Linked DNA regions of Gossypium arboreum: region 2 is linked to region 1. A link is a contact called in public Hi-C data. All regions are on one chromosome and are shown on one strand. The core of a region is the stretch at or near the end of the contact, and the rest is flanking DNA. Distances in the headings are between cores, read along the strand shown. Region 1 has its middle 15 kb from the start of LOC128294735. Region 2 has its middle 8.5 kb from the start of LOC128293984.

The links. A called contact is a pair of places that touch in the nucleus more often than the background predicts.
Region 2: a Hi-C map of leaf shows a contact between it and region 1, with 2.1 times the contacts expected there. The contact joins two enhancer-like sites. A contact is called at or near these places in 2 of 5 Hi-C or Micro-C datasets (both in leaf).

Annotation. Positions count from the first base shown.
Region 1 is chr6:133,378,359-133,385,490 of ASM2569848v2, reverse strand. No RefSeq gene overlaps it. Among protein-coding and RNA genes, the nearest start is that of LOC128294735, 15 kb to the right of the region's middle. Within about 2 kb of position 4,505, at least 1 of the 2 cell types and tissues checked has an H3K27ac peak or open chromatin away from gene starts, as enhancers often do. A contact at or near this core is called in leaf, where this site is marked.
Region 2 is chr6:133,472,009-133,479,140 of ASM2569848v2, reverse strand. No RefSeq gene overlaps it. Among protein-coding and RNA genes, the nearest start is that of LOC128293984, 8.5 kb to the right of the region's middle. Within about 2 kb of position 3,285, at least 1 of the 2 cell types and tissues checked has an H3K27ac peak or open chromatin away from gene starts, as enhancers often do. A contact at or near this core is called in leaf, where this site is marked.

The DNA of each region.
Region 1 (7,132 bases), core at 3,256-5,755:
TGGGTGCAAGCAAGAAATAAAATCTACGAGAATCTGCCAAAATACAGTTGCTAACGTCATCATTTCTTGTGACCTACATTCAAGCTATGGCGTGAAATGCAAAGCAGGGTGCGTTTCATGCCATAGACTTTCTTCGTCACACCATAGCAGTCATTTCATGGCTTTGGACTTTTTTTTCGTGCTTTCACGGCTCAGGAAGCTTGTGCAACACTCATCCCAAGTTCCTATATCAATTGAACCTAAAATTTTGCCTCCTGCACACATAAATACACAAATAAAACCTAGCTAAGGCCCATGTCAACCTAATAGGTCATTAACACTAAAAATTGTGTCAAAAACACTTTTTTATTAAATTTACTACTGAGCTACTAACAACTGAAAATGCAATAATTAATATTAAAATACCTAGAAAACAAGCTCCTTAAGTGTGAAAATATCCCAAAATAAATACTACTTTTGACGTCAGGTCAATTACAATAAAAAATTTCTCTAAAATATCCATTTAAAAAGGTCTTCAAATAAACTTTATAATGGAATAGATCTTTTCCAAATAAAAATCCTTTGAAGATTAGATTTTTTATTTAATGGAACTTTGGTTGTATTGAAAGTATATCATTCCATCCCATGCAATGTAATATGACATGCTTATAATAAATCAATACGGTAGCAATTAACATGCTTGTAGCAAATCAATAGGTAGCAATCAATATACTTATAACAGATCAATACAGTAGCAATTAATATGCTTATAACATATCAATAAGCTAGTAGTTTATATGCTTAAAATAGATCAATATGGTAGCAATTAATATGCTTATAACAAATCAATATATTAGCAAAATACATGTTTATCATGTGTTCAATTTAACGGTATCATAAGACATATTGAACATACAATGAGTAATACAGATGCAAAAGGAATATATTATTCACATGTCATGCATATACAGTAATAATTCAATCATTCAGATCATGAATTCTAATACTCATATTATTAGGGGTTCAAATGAGAGAAATAAAAATCTAAAAACAGTTCGGAGACTATTCAAGGACTAAACTGAACAAATCATAAAGTTCTAGGCAAAACTGTAAAGTAAAGGTCACACGACTGTGTAGCTAGGCCGTGTGAGAAGCTATAGACTGTGTGGAGGGGTTACACGATTGTGTGGCCAAGCAGTGTAATAGACTGTGGCCATGTGGCAATTGTAAAAATTAACCTACAAGGAGACACGACCATGTGCCAGGGCATGTGGAGGGTTCTTGGCCTAGTGGTTCAGGAACTAGCGTAGGGTTTGCAAGGCACATGGCTATGTGGGGGGTCGTGCGGTCCACACTCCCATGTGGCATGTCTTGTGGCCCTAATCCTAGTCATGGTTTGCCTTGATTCACTTGGTAAAGAACACATACCTTTCACCGAGAGTCCAATTGACGTTCTTTACGCTCGATTCTGGTCTGATGCACCTAAATTTGGTCCTTCAACCGACATATGTACACAATTAGCGGTTGATTTCAAGAGTGGAAAGATTTGCAAAAGAGCTGCAAAAATTTCAAATAGATCAATTGATCGAATTAAATATTAAAATTAGAGATTCATACGGAGGAGTTACTAACTCGAATCATAGGAACAAGGTGTATTTACCATTTCTAGGCAAAAATAAGGATGCTTTTGGTGGAAAAGATAAACCTGATGGAAAAAACAATCGAATGGAGGATGTTTTAATCCGATAAAGTAAAAATAAAAAATAATAAGAAAGATGAAAAATATAATGTAAAGAAGAGGGAAAGAAAATAAAAAGAGAATAAATAGAAAGATGGAGAGCAAATTCTATTAGGATTTGAAAAGGGACAATATGAAAATCTAATTAGGAAAAGAAGAGAAAAAAATGGTGGAATTCTAATTCTTTTGGAATTTTGAGGAAGGGGGATGGGAGGCTCGAACCTAAGTCACTTGGGTGAATACTAGCCCTTTAACCATTAGGCCTGAAGCCTATTTCTTGCTTAATTTTGACACTGAATTGTACATATTGTTTCTTTTCGAGAGACTTTCTGAATCTCCAAAATAAAAAGGGTGAAGGGCTCAAACCTAGGCTCTCTAAGAGTACTGATGCTTTAACTATTGAGTCCGTTGCTCATTTCTTGTTTGTTTTAAATACTAAACTGTATATATATGTTTCAGGGTGTTACGGTCGAAATCACAAAATTAAAAGGGAAAGGAGATGCGCAAACCTAAGTCCTTAAAATAGATGCTCTAACTCTTAAGCATTAAGCCTCAAACTCGTTTCTTACTTAATTTTATTTCTTAACCGTATATATTTATTTCAGGGGTCTGACTTTTACCCTATTTTATCGAAAATAATAGAATTGAAGGAAATGAGTTCAAACTTGGATCTCTAGGAAGGACTCTCTAACACTTAATAAATAACTTACCCCTAAATTTTCCATGGTGACATATTTACACATTTCTACATTAATATCCTATTTTATGACTCTTTTCATATGCCAAAATCATTCTTATTAGCAACTTTATGGCAACCAAAATATACATAATACTTTATTAGTTAATAAGGCATTTCATAACCACTCATTTCTACCTCAACTTTGTTTATGACTTATTTCAACACCTTTCAAACATAGAGTTTACACGTATTCATTTCACAATAAATCTCATATTTATTCATCATATATTTATCTCATTGACTCATTATTTCTACAACTTAATCCATGGTAATCCCCTTACATTCATACACATGCTTATTTTCATATTAAAGTCAGTTTTTTATTAAACCTCTAAAATATTTTAGAATAGGAGTAAAGGTATCCAAAGGTACTTACACTACTTCTTAACCACTTAGGCCAATAATTTTCTTAATTAACCATCGCACAATGATAACATTATAAATCGAGGTGTGACAACTCTTGATTTTACAAACCCGATTCTTCTAACTCGATTTTTGGAGTGTGACATGGATCACATGTAAATCCTTGCTAAATCTATGTTAATCACATCACCGTCTATCAAGAAGGCCAATTTTCCTCTCGAGTGGCCAACCATGACAAGATGAATACAGGTCTTGTTCAAGATTTAAGGCCAACCATGACATTTGTCCTTGGTGTTAAGATGTATCTGCTTCCTCTTCCTCCGAAAATCTACCCTTATGCTAAGTGTTATTTTTTTTTTCTTCTCCTCTCTAAGCTCAAAAATTATAATTTCAATCTTGATTGTAAAAAGAATGATTGAGGAAAGGCATTGACAATAAAAGCTCGGTCATATTATATAAACAATCGTTTACCATTTAAAAAAAAAAAACCTCTTAACAAATAAGTTTACTAATTAATAAAAAAAACTACTATTACATGAATTTTCTTTTATTGTTTCTCTTCATCTAGTAACTACCTTTTTCACATCTTTTTTATAGTGACCATCCATCCACCGAAAGTTAAGAATATTGTTTCGCACAAACCACTAAATTTTCCACAACCAACCAACACCCAATTTTCAGATTTCTCATAAAGCAAAGTGATTATATTGGTTAAATATCAAATCAAATCAAAATTAAAACAAAAGTGATTATTATATTAGTCAAATATCAAATCAAATCAAAATAAAATAATAAATAATCATATGTTTTAGTGAAAAAGATGCATGCATTGGAGGCCTAAAATGTAATTGGAGATCTCTAATTGCCAGCTAATTGAATCATGAATCTACCAACTCCACAATGAGGTGTCTTACTTAATGTTTCTAGCTCCAAGTTTAGTCCGCGACTTTTTCTTGACACTTTCATTCTGTTCAATTTAAATTTAAATAATTAAAATATTTTTATTTATCAAATCAAATAAATTCTTTTGAAATCAAACCCACACTCTGTCCAAAAATAATGATTCCATGTTATTTAACCTTCTTAGTTTTTGCATGGATCTGGTTTTTTAAGATAATATGCAAATAAACCATTAAACTATTTTACCTTTTTTAGAAAAGCCCTTATACTTTTTTTATATCTAAATAAATCCTTCAACTTTAACCTAAATCCAACTAAACAGCTATTGCATAAAAGCATACTTGTACTGCATTTTAAAGTATTTAATATTTAACATTATTAAAATATCACATCAATAATTAGTTTTAAAGTAAAAATATAAGGGCCTATTTGAATACCAGCTAAACTTTAAGGGTGTAATAAAATAAAATAAAATAAAATAAAAAGTTGAAGAGGTTGTTTAGTATGTAAAAAAGATGTAACAACAAATAGCAGTTACTGATACTAAGAATATTAAATGTTGAATTCTTATATATTATAATTGTGCAAATATATGTGGGTGCAAATGTAAGAAAAAGCCTTGATGTCTGTACCTTTGATTTTTACTATAGTATTTTATAATTATAAAAAAACATAAAAATTAACATATGAACCGTGGATTTTTGTTTGGTTAGCAAATGGTTACAAATAAATGTGTCCGGAAAACAGCGCATATAGACAAAGCGGGCTCCGTCCCGGGAAAAACGGGCTGTACTCTTATCGCCAACACCAACGTTCCAACGGTGGGGTCTTTTGCACATGCCTCCATGTGAACATCAATTCTTTTTTATTTATTCATTTGCCCTTAATTTCTATTAAAATTTTGATTTTATTTACCATTAATCTTCATTCATTCCCAAATCTCCCACTCTCATTCCTCCGTCAGTGCCTTTCACGCTCCCCCATTTGGTTTTTGTTTTTTTACGGACTTTTCTTTTATAGTAATTAGATAGTAATATAAAAAATTTGTTTAAAACTATATTTATATAATAAAGTTTCGATTAACTGATAAAGTTCAGAATTTGAGAAGTTTGAAGTTTTAGGCAGGGTTGAAGTTAAAAAGAAAAAAAATTAGGATTAGAATTAGAATTAAATTATATATTTTATGATAGTAGAAGTGTAATTTTATTATTTTAATAGTTTATATTTTTATAATTTTTATAGCATTACATCAATTTTTGTTATTTTGGTGTCAAAGTATAATTTTATTATTGTTAATTTAAAATTTTATAAATTATAAACGGACCTAAATGAAAAGAATTTCATTTTAAGGGGTCCAACCCTACCAACCTAGGTATAAATTTTATTATGAAAGTTTTTTAGATTTATTATATAAATAAAAAAGATAGAAAATATTATTATAGAATTATTAATTACTTTTTGGTTAAAACACATCAATAATTCTTTGTATTTTTCATAAATTTTAAATTTAATCTCTTTATTTTTATTTTTAGGAATCTAATTCTTTTACTTTTTAAATTTTAAAATTCAGTTCAATAATTCACACAGCTTAATATTATTTTGTTAAATTCATATTCATTAGAACATCACTTTTTTACTTACATGACTATCAAATGGATTTTTTTTATTTGAAATTTCACATCAACAAATTTAAAAATTTTAACAACTTAACCTGAATTTTTAAATGAAAAATAGATAATTATATTCCTAAAAATAGAAGTACATGGATTAAATTCTAGACTTTTAAAGAATAATAGGATTTATGGCCTACTTTAACCTTACTTTAAAAAAAATGATTTTTTTAAATCTTTTTCTAAATGAATTAATGTCCAATTAACTCTCAGTTTAATATGTATTTTCTTTTATGGTTCATATTTTAGATTGGGTTCGTCCCTATAATATGATATAAAATGGGACGAACAAAGTTATAGGCATGAAAGTGTAAGAACTCAACGGGGACCACCTCCTTTTTCTTTGTTTGATTCGCGAGGAAGGGTCTCGTTGAATTCTTAATGATCATGATCATAATATTTTGTTCGTATAAATGACAACAAATAGATCATTTTTTTTCGATGATTTTGTGACAGCCCAAAATTGACCCTAGTCGGAATGTGGTTTCGGGACCACAAAACCGAGGCATAAAAATAATTAAAAATTTAATTTGATGCCTATGATATGTGTTAAATTGTGTATGACATTTTGATGTTTCAATTTAGAAATTATAAATGTGAATTTCACTAGAAAGGACCTAGTAGTAAACTTTGAAAGTATGATGGGGAAATGTGTGATGACTAGTTGAGCATGCATGCAAAAATAAGGATTTGCATGTCAAATTTCCCCAAGGATGGTATAGTGGCCGGCCATGACAAGGGAATATGGGCAAGGAAGACATGTTATGACATGTTTTGTTAATGCATGATGTGATAAATGATAAAAAATTAAGCATGTAGGAAGAGAAACAAAAATCAAAATTTGCTCATCCTTCCCCCTTTGCCGTGAGTGAAAGAGAAGCAAAGAAAAAAATTTTGTTCACCTATTTTTCTCTTCTTTGGCCGAAAATACTAAGGAAGAAGGAAGGATTTTTGCTTCATTTTCTTTGTTTAGAAGAGATCTAGAAGGAAATTTGGCTAAACTTGCAACAAGAGTAAGCTCAAGAGCTTAGAGGGCCACAATTGGACAAGGGGAAGAAGAAAGTGATCGAATAGCCGAAAAAGCCGTTCGACAACATCCGAGGTAAGTCCTCAAGAAGTGACCCTACTTGAATTATGTGAAATAAAGTATGGATGTGTATTGATTATTGATTATGTATGTATAAGCATTCGAATTCTACCCGGGCTAAGTCCCGAAGGCGAATATGCTTGTGATTATATTTGCGTTTGAGCCTTAGTAACAAAAATGAAATATGTATGTCCAATGATTATTGATGTATGTGTACATGAGAAATTGAATGATATCCGGCTAAGCCCAAGACAATTATGCTGAAATTATATCCGGTTAAGACCAAGGCAATTGTGCTAGTGGCTATATCCGGCTAAGACCAAGGCATTCGTATGAAGTTATTCTATCCGGCTAAGACCAAGGCATTTGTGCACGTGATTATATCCGGTTATATTCAAAGAATCTTGGGCTGGAGGTGAGTGTTGGTTGCTGTAATGAATTTATTAGTACACTCGAAAAGCCCAAAGGATAAGGTACGTTATATGTGCATTGAAAGTCGACATATTTGAGCAACATTCGCTCAACCGACTAATGAATTTCAGTTATTGAATTGATTGATACTTTGTGAAATTATATAATGATGAAGTGTGAAGTAAGAATGTGTATTAATGAAATGATGCACTTGGCTATGTGAATGTATTGCTGTAATTAGAGTT
Region 2 (7,132 bases), core at 2,036-4,535, 95 kb before region 1:
AAAGCTACTTTTGGCTGAGAAGAGGAGGAGAGCTTTAGATTAGGTTTTCTTTCATCTCTTTAGCTTAGTTTTAAGGTTTTCTTTTTCCTTTTTTGGGGTTTACATTACTTTTCTAATTTTTAGTTAGTTAGTTTTACTATAGCTAGACGATATTTACATTTAAGAACTTAAATTTTTACATTATATTTTCATTTTCATCCCAAGCTTTTAATATAGCTTAGTTCCATTTTCAGTTTCTTAGATAAAATTCTAATTTTTAGTGTACATGTGCATCATCTTCACTACCATTGTTATCTCCTTCAAACTTTTTTCAAGAAAACCTTAAGTTTTGTTAACCTTATATCTTGCACTTAAATTAATGTATGCTTTGGGCGTTTATTTGATTGTTGTTTGTTTAGAAATGATAATGAGTAGCTAACTTTATGGTGGTTGGTTGACGTTATTGTTGCTTAGTTAGTTTTTGGTACATGGATTAAATTGCAAAAACTGAACTAGATTTAATGAACTTCAAAACTTTGAATTGACACCCCTAACGATAAATTAAGATAAGTGAGGCCGAGAGGTAATCTTATTGGGACCAATTCATTAGTCTTGGGTTAGTCAGGTGAGATCGAGAGATAAACCGAACTAGTTTGTCTAATTTGGTAAAATTGGGATTGAGAGGTAAAATAGAGCCACTTAGGAGTTTAAGCAATTTAGATCCCTAATCCAAAATTTAATTAACAACATGGAAGTCAACCAATCGTTTTTTGTTATTAATTTGTTAATTTGTTAATTTCGTAATTTATCTAGTTTTACAATTTAGTCCTTTTGCATATTAAGTGGTTAATTAAAGTAATTCACATCCAAATTATGCTTCGTTATAATATAGAAATTAGTGAGTAGCTAGTTAAACTCCTTATTCCATGCTTGTCGAAAAGGAGTCATTAAATTGTTGACTCCTTTGGGTTCAAATCCTTCATTGCATGCTTGTCGAGAATGAATCATTAAATTGCTGACTTCTTTGGGTTTGATCTTTGGAATACTCAAGTGTTCCATTGAACATTATAAATATTACAATTGACATGTCACACTTGCAGACACTACACCTAGTTATTCTGATTTTATTGTTATATTAGTGTTGATTCTCTCTGCCTTGGTGTTCGCACACCGATAACGAAAGCGGTGAAAAAATTAAATTAACTAATTGTTTACCTCTTTGAAAAAATACTACGAGGAGGGCATTAATTACTACTAACAAGTAAGGATCGCTATTATGTATCAACCATGCTAATTTTAATTTATCAAAAGAATAAAAACATTAGCTGGTATCAAATTTCAAGAACATCTAAAATTGGCCCACCCTCCTGACGATTCATTAGAAAACAAAAATACTAGGCTTTCTAGCACTGATTCGTACCATTATAGATATCTCAGAGGGGTTGGCCCAAAAAATTCATCTTTTTTTAGGTAGAAATGGAATAGAATTATACAACAGACTATTCATCCAACTAAAAAGCTCCAGTTCAGAATAAGACCAACCAATCGTCCTGGGTCCAACTATTATTGCATTTTCCTCTTTACTCAAAAGAGGCAAATCGCCAATTACTCCCCATGGAAAAGCAAAACAATTTAACTACACGAAAGAAATAAGCTAAAATAAAACATTAATGTGATTTCTTTGATCCTAGTTTTGTACGTAACGTTACAAGTCCTTATGGGTTGCAGTACTCAATATTGGGTCGGGTTTTCATCAGTTTTATAAAAGAACTTTACATGGTGGTTACATACATTTATAGGCTTAGCTACTTGCCCTAATGCGTAAGTTTTCCGACATTTTAAAAAAGTTCTCTACATACATAAAATACAATAAAAGATAAAGACTAGACAGAAAAAAAAGTTCTGTCTAAAAATTTACCCCACCATTGGGCAATGGCATTGCATTATCCAACCCTGCTCAATAATTATTTTTATATATATTAGCAGTAAATATTAATATGATAGAAAATTACTATGTATTGTGAATAATAAATTTACAAGGGATGAATCCTTTCATTCTATACACAATCACCCAAATAGTTTTTTAAAATTTTTTTCAAAAATTGTCTTTTTATATTAAATTAATCTCTTTTAAAAAAAATTAAACATACTAATAAATGTTGAATGTAGTGATAAGAAATATTTCATTTAAAAAATATAAATTAAAATTTTAAAATGAAATTATTAAAAGAGAGAATCATAAATACTAAATATAAATTGTAAAAAGATATGAAAAGAATAGGTGAATAATTAGGTTAGACTGAGCTTAGATATCTATGAGAGCTGTTAGTACTAGTCCATGTTCATTCATTCTATAAGTGAAACTAATTAATAAATTATTTATATATTAAATAATACAAGTACGACAAAGAAGTTAAAAAAGCGTTAAAACTTCTTATAAGAGAAACGTGCGGAGTTACAAATAAGGAATATAAATTTACTTTTCAAAAAAAGTTAATTACAAATATAACCTTATCCGTATATATTATTTATTTTGTAAAACAATTTTTACATTATTTTAAAACTAAATCGATTTTATTAATAATTACTTCTTTTAATAATATTATTTTTAAAGTTTAAACAAATATTCTTTCATTAAAGATACAATATACCAATAATAATAAACTCAAGCAAAACTTTTATAATAATAGTTGTACTCCATCCATATTGCTGATATATTATTAATGTTTTAAATATCTTTAATGTTTATTAATCCCGTATATTCATGAGTTATTAATTGTTATGGATTATAACAATAATTTTTTTGAGAAGTCTAAATTAAAATTAATGTCATTTTTGGTGCATAAAGTTAAAATATGTTATAAGCTTTTGTATTTTTGTAAATTTAAAATTTAATCTCTTAACTTTTATTTTTAAGAAATTGATTTTTTTTATTTTTAGATTTCAAAGCTTTGGTCTAATAATTAACATCATTAAATTCTTTTATTAAATTCAATAATTTAACCATTTGAAATAAATATATACTCATTTTGATAAAAATGCAACAAGAAAAATGATGCTGAAATAAACAACATTAACAATTAGACTTGTATTTTTAAATCTAAAAAATGAAAGGACTAAATTCTAAATGGTTGAAGAGTAGAGGGTCCAAAAGTAGATTTTAACCTATTAGTAATTTAAAAATAAAATTAAAAAAAAAGGGGAAAAAAAAAGAAGAGGAGAAAAGCAAAAGTAGAGGGGATAAGAGGAAAGACAAAGTTGTGGGTTAAACCAAAAGGACAATTGGAGTTCAATCGTGTCGGGCATGTGTGATTATTTATATCAGCGTTGGAACAATTAGACAGCATTAGTGATACACTGACATACCAGCACACGCAGTTTTCATGCATTTGTCACCTTGTGCTTTGCTAGATAGGAAATTTAAACGTTGAAAGAAATATAAGAACACATAAGCCAAATTTAAAACAATATTATACTAATTTCAAAAAAAAAAAAAGAAAGAAAGTAAACACAACATATTTTATTAATTATGAACTTGAATAGCATCATTCATTATGTAATTATGAATTTTTACGGGATAATTAAAATCAAACTCTAAAAGTTAATTACAACCAAGACTTGCTAAAAGTGTCTTTAAGTTGAAGGAAGTGTCCTAGCACCATGAGATCTAATCTGTTATTCTTCAATTTAGAGATAATCACATATGCATTTCCCTCCACCATTATATCCGACAAGCCTTTGGATTTGGCAAAATTTCATGCCATGGTTAATTCACTAGTTGTAAAATTTCAATAAATTTATACACTCATTTAAGTCAAATTTAAATGGATTAAGTTGTTTACTTTAATAGAAATTAAGTTCTATTTATTCATTCCATTATTTGATAAACGTATCACATTAATACCTCATTTGGTTATGAGAATAATAATATGAGAAAATAAACCTATTTATTACATATGTATTATAATAGTTATATATAAAATAAAAATAATTTCTATAAATTTAAATTAAACATTAAAAAATGAGTAATATCATTGGTAAAAAAATAAGACCTCTTGCCAACAACTTCTTAATCTAATGGTAAGAATATTATGTTGTAGACATGAAAGTTTGGGTTCAATTCCAAACAACCCTATTCCCCTCCCTCAATTATTAAATGTGTACAAAGTAATATTCTTACCAAACATAACATAAATGTTAAGTTTATAATCTTCATCACTTAGGGTTTGTATAACCTTAATGGAAAATGTCAAGATAGAGAAAATAATTTATCGTGATTTTCTTTGTCAAATTCAATGGTCGATTTTAATTTCGCATCATGAAATTTTCTATGTTCGTAAAAATTATATGTTCTAATAATATCTGTTCTTTTGGTACAATGTTTAAAATTAACTATACCCCTTCCCAATTTATAAATAAGAGGATAATGCGCTTCAATGCACTTGAATCCACGTCCTCTTATATTGGTAACGATATCCATACCAATCAAGCTAAGACTTAATCAATAGATTAATTTTATTTTTAATTACTTTATATTATCGCGATTTCAATCACTTAAAAAGAGATTTTGTTTTGAGTAAGGTTTATTTTAAGTTAATGACTAAGGTTTATTTTATGTCATTGATTTTATTGTCAGCATCTCTTGTATGTTGTTGCGATTTAATATTAGAATGTGGTTGGCTCTTGGCAATTTGGAAGATAAGAGTGTCAAGACTTTATGCTTTAAAATGTTTTAATTCGTGCTTATTGTTTAAAAAGTCAAAGTGAGGTTGATGGAGATATTATTTATTATTTATTATGTTTTAGCATTACGATTTATGATAATGTAATATATTTATTTATTTTTAATTTTTATTAAGTTTAATTATTTATTATGTTCTAAATTTATAATTAATATAAAATTATTTATTTCTCATGTATTATTTTTAAGTATTATAATGAAAATTGAGGATATATTATAATGTGTGTTTTAGCATTTTATATAAATGGGGATTAAAAGTTCCTATACAAGTTATGTATGTGATATGTAATTTATTAGTCACCAAAGTGTTCAAATTAGAAAGTTTTCATAGATATCAATTAAATTATGCATGTATAAGTTGTTAATATCCATATAATTAGTGAAATGTTTATAATGGAAAAATAGATAATTAACTTTCACTATTCATTAGAACTCTAAAATTTGCTCAAAGGTGAATTATTTATTCAATGGATTGTGAAAATTATGGTGATAAATTAATATAATTTTTAGATATATATTTGAATGTGCAAAAGTAACATGTATATATGATGAAATTATTTATTTGTTCCTTAAAATTAGTAGCTTTTATTTAAGATAGTATATTGTAGTATTTGCCCAAAGGAGAACTAGGATTTACTTCATTATTTGTTTATTTGAACTCAAAAGTAATTTCATTATTTTGAGCATTTATGTTTTTTTTACTTTTATTATTTTGCAACTATTTCAATCATTCACAAGCCTCATCTATTGCTTTATTTAACGAGTTATTCTTTAAATGTAGTAAACAAGTACTATTTAAGTGTTTTGGGTCTTGATTAAACATTATTAGAAGAAAAACCTATTGCTATTATTGACTTAATCAATGAGTAAGAGAAGTTGTACAAAAAATAAATTGGGAATGGTCAAACAGATTGAGAGTTATGTTTATTTTGTGAAATTCTATTGCCAACAACATTAAGACTACAATTCCACAAATTGAAAGTGTGAAAGGAAATCTTACATTAACGTTTCCATTATGCAAATAAGCCACTCTTTGGTACTTTTATGGCACAAATCATGATCATGAAGTTCAATGGGTTGAGGGGAATGCTAGAACATATCGTCAAGATGACTAGTATTGCAGCAAAGTTAAAGATTTTAGGGATTACGATTGATGACTCCTTTTTATTACAATTTATATTGAACTTAACACCTCCAAATTATTGTCATTTCAATTTAACTATAACATTATTAAAGATAAGTGAGATGTTAATACATTGACTAGTGAGCTCATTTAGTATGAAGCAAGATTAATAAGTCAAGGAAGTTATTCCATCAACTTTGTGGGGTAATGAGTTGGCAAAGGGCCTAAAGTAAAAACCAACAAGTTTAAGAAGAGGAAAAACACACCAGCTAGTGTCTTCAATGGAGAGAATAAGGAATGAATGGTAGATAAGTGTTACTTCTGATTGAAATTAGGACACTATCAAAAAGATTGCCAAATACACAAAGTTTGGTTTGAAAACAAAGGTAACCTTTTATACTTTTGTATATTTCAAATCAAACTTAATTGAAGTTCCTAATAATACTTGGGGGTTTAATTCTGGTTCTACTACTCATGCCTCCAACATGATACAAAGATTCCTTATGATCCAAACTACAAACTAAAATGAGCGTTTCCTATATATGAGGAACAACATGAAGGCTTTGATTGAAGGCATAGGGACTTATTTGTTGTTGGATATTTGTTGGGATTTTGTGCTGTTAACGCAATTATTTTGTCCTCATGCTCGCATTTTTTCGAATAGGCCGATTCATAAAATTCCATAGCTAAAATTATTATCTTTTGTATTATTTTTCTCATTAGTTTTTGCAAGAAAAGCAAAATGAACAAAACAAATATTGACTCATTGGTCACCTAAGGGTTAACTAATACTAAGTTGCATCATAGGGATGAATTATGATACAGGAAGACATCTTATATTAGTAGCTAATCTAAATGGTCCGTAGTTTAAGGAATGAAAAATGAGCAATTAATTCAAGGGAATATTATGTTTTCTATCAAATCAAATTGGAGAGATACCTTATCTTGAGTATTGAAGTGGACGACTCCTAGAAAGATAGAGACATAGGTGTGATTGTCTAGATTTACAATACATTGGACATGACCCAAGTTGAATTTATCCTAAATTCGTTTATGTATTTGTTCACTTGTGATGTTTATATTGTGACTTGACTCAATTTTGAGTAAGTGACTGACTAAGTGTATGTAACTCATATGATTTCATACATTAAAAGCCATTGCTTAGTTGGTATTAGAGTTGAGACTTGATATGTTGGGTATATAGCTTATGTATGGCATGAAATGATTTCACTTAAAATAGTGATATTCATAGCTTAATTAAAGAGTAAATGATACCTTCTTACTAACAT